Linked DNA regions of Anser cygnoides: region 2 is linked to region 1. Evidence: chromatin contacts called from public Hi-C data. All regions are on one chromosome and are shown on one strand. The core of a region is the stretch at or near the end of the contact, and the rest is flanking DNA. Distances in the headings are between cores, read along the strand shown.

The links. A called contact is a pair of places that touch in the nucleus more often than the background predicts.
Region 2: a Hi-C map of liver shows a contact between it and region 1, with 4 times the contacts expected there. The contact joins the promoter of ARFGAP2 here to the promoter of CHRM4 in region 1. A contact is called at or near these places in 2 of 7 Hi-C or Micro-C datasets (both in liver).

What each region holds. Positions count from the first base shown.
Region 1 is chr5:34,409,566-34,412,735 of Taihu_goose_T2T_genome, reverse strand. CHRM4 (cholinergic receptor muscarinic 4) reads left to right here and starts at 1,586. Exons shown (of 3, transcript XM_066997844.1): 1 at 1,586-1,811. The coding sequence starts at 1,757.
Region 2 is chr5:34,857,349-34,860,925 of Taihu_goose_T2T_genome, reverse strand. It overlaps ARFGAP2 (ADP ribosylation factor GTPase activating protein 2), which reads left to right and starts at 1,838. Exons shown (of 18, transcript XM_048065286.2): 1 at 1,838-1,996; 2 at 2,110-2,228; 3 at 2,924-2,996; 4 at 3,241-3,372; 5 at 3,462-3,542. The coding sequence starts at 1,925. All of the region lies in intron 9 of CSTPP1 (centriolar satellite-associated tubulin polyglutamylase complex regulator 1), which reads right to left.

The sequences.
Region 1 (3,170 bases), core at 337-2,836:
GTTTTAGAGGGCTAAAATCGGGTGAGATGATGTGTAACATGGAGATGTTGTGTCTGATCCTGCACCTGCAGAAGGAGCAGGAGTTCACAGTTGGTCAGGGATGCCTGGGGCTGAGGCCCCCTCACTGTCACTGTCTGCTTCCCAGCTCTCTGCCTCTCCATTTCGGGTTCTTTTTTATTTTTATTTTATTATTATTATATTTTTTGGGGGGGGCTGATAGACAGATTAGCATTTATCAGCAAGCTGACTACTGGAGGGTTATTAAAAGCGATTTGCAATGTAAATACTTTCATCATCAGCCACGTTTTCTTTAGACTGGGGTTGACTTTTATGAATATTAAAGATGTCAGGATGGGTCTGCCGGGTTCACAGGAGCGGGGCTGCTGCAGGGCAGGGGCTGGGCTCGCGCTGCGCTGCGGGAGGCAGCCGGGAGTATGAGAGGATCCGTGAGGGGCAAGGGAGGGCCTCAGTGGAAGGATGGGGAGCAAGAACTTGTGAGTGTGTCTGAGAGCATCTGTACAGGGGGAGAGAGGGGATTTTGCCCGCCTCTAGGCAGATGTGGTGGCTTGGGCCGAGGGCACGATTTGCGGCAGAGCCCGGTGGAGGCTCCCGAACCGGTAGTGGGAGAGCGGGGATTGCTGATGGGCTGTCAGGCAGAGCGAAGCTCGGGGCACGGCCAAGAAAAAGAAAAAAAAAGGAGAAGCCATCCAAAAACAGAGGATGGAAAGAAACGGGTGAGGCAGGGACATGCGAGTGTTCCGAGGAGAGAGCAGCAAACGCGACTTCTAACCAGAACCCGAGCCTGGGCCTTCGGAGGCTCCACTTCTTCTGCCTAGTGAGAGAGAACAGCGCTGGGAGAAGAGCTAAAAGTTGAAAACTTTTGTACTTAATTTGGTTGCACGTTTTTATCTCCGTGCCGGATCAGCTTTGGAAGAAGGCTTCTTGCTGTTCATTACACTCTTTTGTCTACCCACGGGGAGTTGTAGTTTCAAACAAGAGCCCAATCAAACAACCCAACCCCGGTGCAATCAGATTGTCTTTGAGGCAGACATTTCCTCGCTCGGATGAGTCCGCCCGGGGCGCAGCAGTTTTCTTTACAGCATTTGGGGGGGGGGGGGGGGTCAGCATTTGGGTTTGAGAGGCCAAACCCCAGCGGAGGGGCACATCTCCCGGCCCCGGGGGGGGCGCACTGCCATCAGAGGCCGCTCTCCGGGTGCGGGAGCCGTGAGAGGGGCCGGGGCAGGAGCTGGGGGGGATTTGGCCGTGAGCACCCGGCGGGGCTCCGCCGGCCCCGGGGGGCTCCGGGCGGCGTCGGCCCGGCCGGGGCGAGCCTCGGGCGCTGTCCGCGGTGCTGCCGGGGCTGCTGCGGAGGGGGGGGGGGGGGGGTTAAAAAAGGGGGGCACCCGCTTCTTTTAATTATTTATTTTATTTTGGGAGGGAGGCAGCGGCGCGGGGATTGGCCGCGGCACCGTGACGCCGTGGTCCCCCCCCCTCTCCAAGCCTCCCCCCGACGTGGTGGCGGTGGCGATGCTGGGTTGGGGTGGGGGGGGGGGGGGGAGGCACTTTTGGGGGTGGGGAGGGGGGGGCACCGGGCCGAGCCGGCAGAGCCGGGTCCTCCCCCTCCTCCTCCTCCTCCTCCCCACGCCCCTCCCCGCCCTCCGCACGGCGCCGCCGGGAGCCGGGAGCCGGGAGGAGCCGGCCGGGGCCATGAGCACCGGAGCCCCCGACGGGGCGGCGGCGTGCTCGGCGCTGCGGCATGGCCGCTGACAACCGCTCGGCGGCGGGCGGCGGCGCGCCCTGGGGGCTGCCCGGTGAGTGGCGGGGGGCCGGGGGCACCCCCGGGCCGGGGGGCGCCGGGAGGAGGTGGGGGGGTGGGGGGGGGCGTGCTCCCGAGGCGCGCACCCCCGGGGATGTCGCACACCGGGGGGAGCTGGGGGCGGGGGGGGGGGTCTCTCTGCCAACTTTCCCCGGGCAGGCAGCCCCCTGCCCCTCTGCACGCCCCGCTGGCCGTCCCGTCCCGTCCCGTCCCCCCTGTCCCGTCCCGTCCCGTCCCGTTCCCCCCGTCCCGTCCCGTCCCGCAGCAGCGAGGGGCAGCTCTCGCCCCCTTCCTCCCCATCCGCGGCTGCCCCCCTGTCCCTATCCCGGTGACATCCCGGCTGCCCGGGGCCCACGGGCGGGGGTCGCGCAGCCCCACCCTTCTCCTTCCCAAAATCATGGCTTTGGCTTCAAACCAGGGGGACGGTTCTTGGCACTCCTTCAAATCAAAGCAGCGCCGGCTTCTCCTCTCTCCTTCTTTAAGCCCCTCCGACTGCGCCGCGGCCACGTTTGCCGTCCGGTCCTTGCAGACACCGGGGCTGGAGGGGCACTTCCCCGGCTGGGAAATAGCCGTCGTGCCTCCGTGCCCTGCCGGCCAAGGAGCTGGGCTGTGGGTGTCAGCACACGGAGGCTCCCCGCTTCGCCCCGGGCACCCGGGGTGACCTCGGAGAGCGGCCGGGTTCCCCCGCGCTGCTGGCAGGGTGAGCAGGGGCTGGCACCCGGCTCCTTGAGCCTGGCGCTAGCGAAACACACGAGATGCCAGGGAGCCAGGGCCCAGGCCTCCGGTGAAACATCACGGGTGGCAATGCTCGCGCTGAAATCACAGGTAGCAGCGGGACGCGTGGAGCTGTCACCACCTCGGGGCACTGCTGCCTGCTTCCTAATGCCCGGCCTCGTGTGCTCGGAGCGCCCATAGCCCGGGCTAGGTGCCTTTACGCACCCCAGGACATGCTCCCAGGGGAGCTGAGCGGCTGGCTTCACCCTCACGGACAGGCTAAGAAATAGGGACACGTCCCCGGTGCACGCTTGGCTGGGCTGGAGGCTGGCGGGCAGGGTGGGCTGGAGATGCAGGAAGGCTTTCAGCAAAAGAGGTTTGTTCCTCCACAAGAGGGGCATGCCCGTCGCCACAGGTCAGTCTGCTTTCTTTCATCGAAGAGAAATGAACCGAAATGATTAATTAATGCTGCGATCCAATTACTCTGAGTTTGCAGAAGAAGTATGGTTTTTCTCTCTAAACTATCCCCAAGAGGATCCTATTGATACCGGCTCTTGTCATGGTCGTGTTTGTTGTTGTTGTTGTTTTCTTTTAACGGAAATGACAGACATCTCCCCAGCAAAACACAGCCAGAAGCAGG
Region 2 (3,577 bases), core at 589-3,088, 450 kb before region 1:
CAGCACAACGAGCTTAAACCATGCACCCTTCACAGAGCAGAGCAGCCTGCACTGTCTCTCCAGGTGCCTGCCCTGACAGGCAGGGACATCGTGTGACACTGACCTACAGACCTCTGAGGCTGCCTGGGCTCGTATCATTTCTCCCTCATAAGCCCCAACTGGGGTTAACACCACCATGAATAGATTCTGTCCCTCCTGGCCCCTGCACAGCATCTCCACCACACGGCCAAGCACAGGCCCTGTCAGAATAAAGCCGGCAGAGGAGGGGAGCAGCAGCACACAACAGATGGGGCAGGAGCAAGCAACTCAGGCTGACACTGCTCAGGCCAGCAGAACACCACCACTCCCAATATATGCTCATCGCTTGAACTGGCTTTCAGCAAATGCTCCTCTCCACAGCAAGATACAGCTTCTACAGCCTCCACCAAGCCACTGTACACTCCATCTCCTGTCCCTCGGTCTGCCTTCAGCTGCCAGGACGCTAACAGCACTAACAGGTCTTAATTGCCCTGAGCAGCCCCACCTGGAGCATTTACCCACAGCCCCTGCCCAGGGGTGGGCAGGTGGGTGGGTGTGGGCATCCATTTAAGCTCAGCCCAGGGGTATTGCCTCCTGCTTGACCCAAGCTGGAGAAATGTTGGAGTCTGGCTGTGCTATCTAGACCCTGCTGAGCTAGAGCCTGTCCTGTAGCTCACTTCACCTTGCCACCATGGACCTGGCTGGTAATTGCTAGACCTCATCCTGAGCTGTGAATTGTCTTCCTAGCTTGACCACAGGCCTACCTCACTGCCAGGGGCTTACCTGGCAATCTCAACTCTTGGCTGCTACCCTGGGCCTGCCCTGCTTGCTGGGCTCAGGTATTGTGGGGATGTGCCAGGGCTGCTGAAGGTGCAGCCCTACCGGGAGCTCCTCTCAGCTCCCCTTTTGCTAGGGCACAGCCAGCCCTTGCTGCACTCAACGCTGGCTCTCCTGGTATGTGTTCAGACAGCTGCACCATGAATGGGATCGGGGAGCTCAGCTGGTTTAAAAATAGCCGTGACAAAAAGCTATCAGTTACTTTTACCTGAAGTGGTTCCCCAGCGCTGCTTGAGTAACCCAGAAATGGGCATGCAGAAACCACCAAGGTAGCAGCGTAAGAGCGCTGTGAGGCAGGGTGCAGCCAGGAATGTGCCACGCTGGGCTGGGCAGGCCTCACCTCCCACCTCAGGGACTTATCTTGGGGAAGCTCAGATCAGATGTGTCACCAGAAGCTTCTCCTCTTACTGTAGGGGCAACCTGCCTCCTAGATTGGGTCTCGGCTGGGTGTGCAGTGAGGCCTCTGCTGATTCCGAGTGCTAGGCCTAATTCCTCTGCTAGACCCTGTGGTTTTTAGGGTCTTTTGCCCCACAATTCGGTTCTTGATTGTATCTGTATGTCCTGAGATGTTATGGATCCTGCTAAGATCATGTATGATAGGTTCCCATGGCAGTTAATTCTACAGTCCGCTTGTGGAAAAAAGGGAAACAAGTGAAAGGAAAGCCTTTAAATTTAAACTGAAAGTCGCCTTACCCAGACGCCAGCACATTTACTTTTTTTTTTTTAAGCAATAATTTGGCGTGACAGAGCAGTGTCCTCCTGGAGGTGACAAAACACCGGTGCCTTCCACCTCAGTGACACCCTGACACCGCCGCACTTCAACCCCCTGTCGCCCCGCGGTGCCTCCTCCCCTGCCGTAGCCCTAAGGGGCTCGGTGCCAGGAGCCCCGAGGCACAACCCCCGTCATGTGTGACCGCCCCGTGCTGCCGCCGAGCCCCCCGAGGGCGGGCGGGGGGCGGAGGCCGGACCACCCCCCTCAGAGGCCGGGCCTCTCCCCGCGGCCCGTCGGGGCCCGGCCGGCTCCCGTAGCGCCGCCCGCGGCTGCGGTGGCGTGTGGGAAGGAGAGACGATGGCGGCGGAGCCGGGCCGGGCGGAGATCCAGGCCTTCTTCAGGCGGCTGCGGGCGGCGCCGGCCAACAAGGTAACGGGCGGCGGCGGGCGGCCGCTCCCCGGCGGGGAGGGCACGGGGACGGGGACGGGGACGGGGAGGGAGCCGCCGGCCCCCCGCCGACCGCTGCCTCCCCCCCGCTCTAGTCCTGCTTCGACTGCGGCGCCAAGAACCCGAGCTGGGCCAGCGTCACCTACGGCGTCTTCCTCTGCATCGACTGCTCCGGCGCGCACCGCGCCCTGGGCGTGCACCTCAGCTTCATCAGGTGCGTGGCGGCCACCGGCACCGGGGGGCGTCCCCGGGGGGGTCTCCAGCCCCGGGGGCGCCGCGCGGACCCCTGCGGGGGCTGAGGGCGCCGGTCCCGGCAGTAAAGGCGAGCACAAGTCCTGCTTGTAAGGCAAAAAGGAATTTAGGTTTGGTTTTTCTGTGCTAGCCCGCTGGGGGAATGGTTCTGGGTTCCCACTGTCAGGGCTCGGCAAAGCTCTGTGGGTGACAGAGCCGCCGTCTGTGGGCGCTCGGGTAAGTTGGGTGCCGGTAGGAGAGGCGTCCCGCCGCTTTGCCTCGCTTGGTGGTTTTCTCGCGTGTTGCGTCATGTGTCCTGCCCCGGTCCCGGGGCTGAACGTGACCCTTTCGTGTCGCAGTGAGATCAGACGCGGAAGGAAAGCTGTGGGTCGTGCCGTCCTGCTTCGCGCCCCACCCTCTCAACAAGCCGTGCTAGTGAGGCGCCTTCTAAATGTGAATGCTGCGTTACTTGCGAAGCTGAAACTGACTTTATTGCTCGCTTTAAAAGTTCAAATCGATTCCCTATGGGAGTGAAGAAGTTACCGAGATGTTCTTCCCCCTTTGCCACCCATACTCTGCTGGGATAGAAGTGGGATATCTGACAGTTCGAGCTCAGAGCATGCTTTTGCGTTTGGCACGCCTGCCTATTATTAATAGGAGTAACTTGTTCTCGTTCAGGTCCACAGAGCTGGATTCTAACTGGAACTGGTTCCAGCTGAGGTGCATGCAAGTCGGCAGCAATGCCAACGCGGTAAGGAGCCTTTGTAGGCGTTTCGCTTGCTTTCTGTTTTGCTAAGCCACATCCTCCATTCCTTGTCCCTTTCCTTTGTAGCTTTCTGGGTACCAACCTCACTGCCGTGGGGTTCATACTCTGTGCTCAGAATTATATCCTCTGTCTTTGGGAATCTTCGTCTTCCTGTTGTGTTTGCGTCATGTCTAATGCTTGCCTGAGTATGAGCTGGTAGCCAGGAGACTGAATGTTGTTCTCTTTTCAGACTGCTTTCTTCCGTCAGCATGGCTGCACGACAACAGATGCCAATGCTAAGTACAATAGTCGAGCTGCCCAGATGTACAGGGAGAAGATCCGGCAGCTGGCGAGTGCTGCCATGGCCAAGTACGGCACTGATGTAAGTCTAAGCAGCTCTCTGTTGTTAGACGCGTAGAACTGGGTGCTGAGGCTTGTAGGATAGCTTCTTCTTTCCTCTTTTCTATTCAGCTGCTCATAGATGGACTGAGTGGAGCCCCTGGGCATTCCCCTGACAAGAGCGATGCTGATTTCTTCATGGAGCACACACAGGTGAGAAGCTGTCCAACCAGACAGCCTTAACAGCT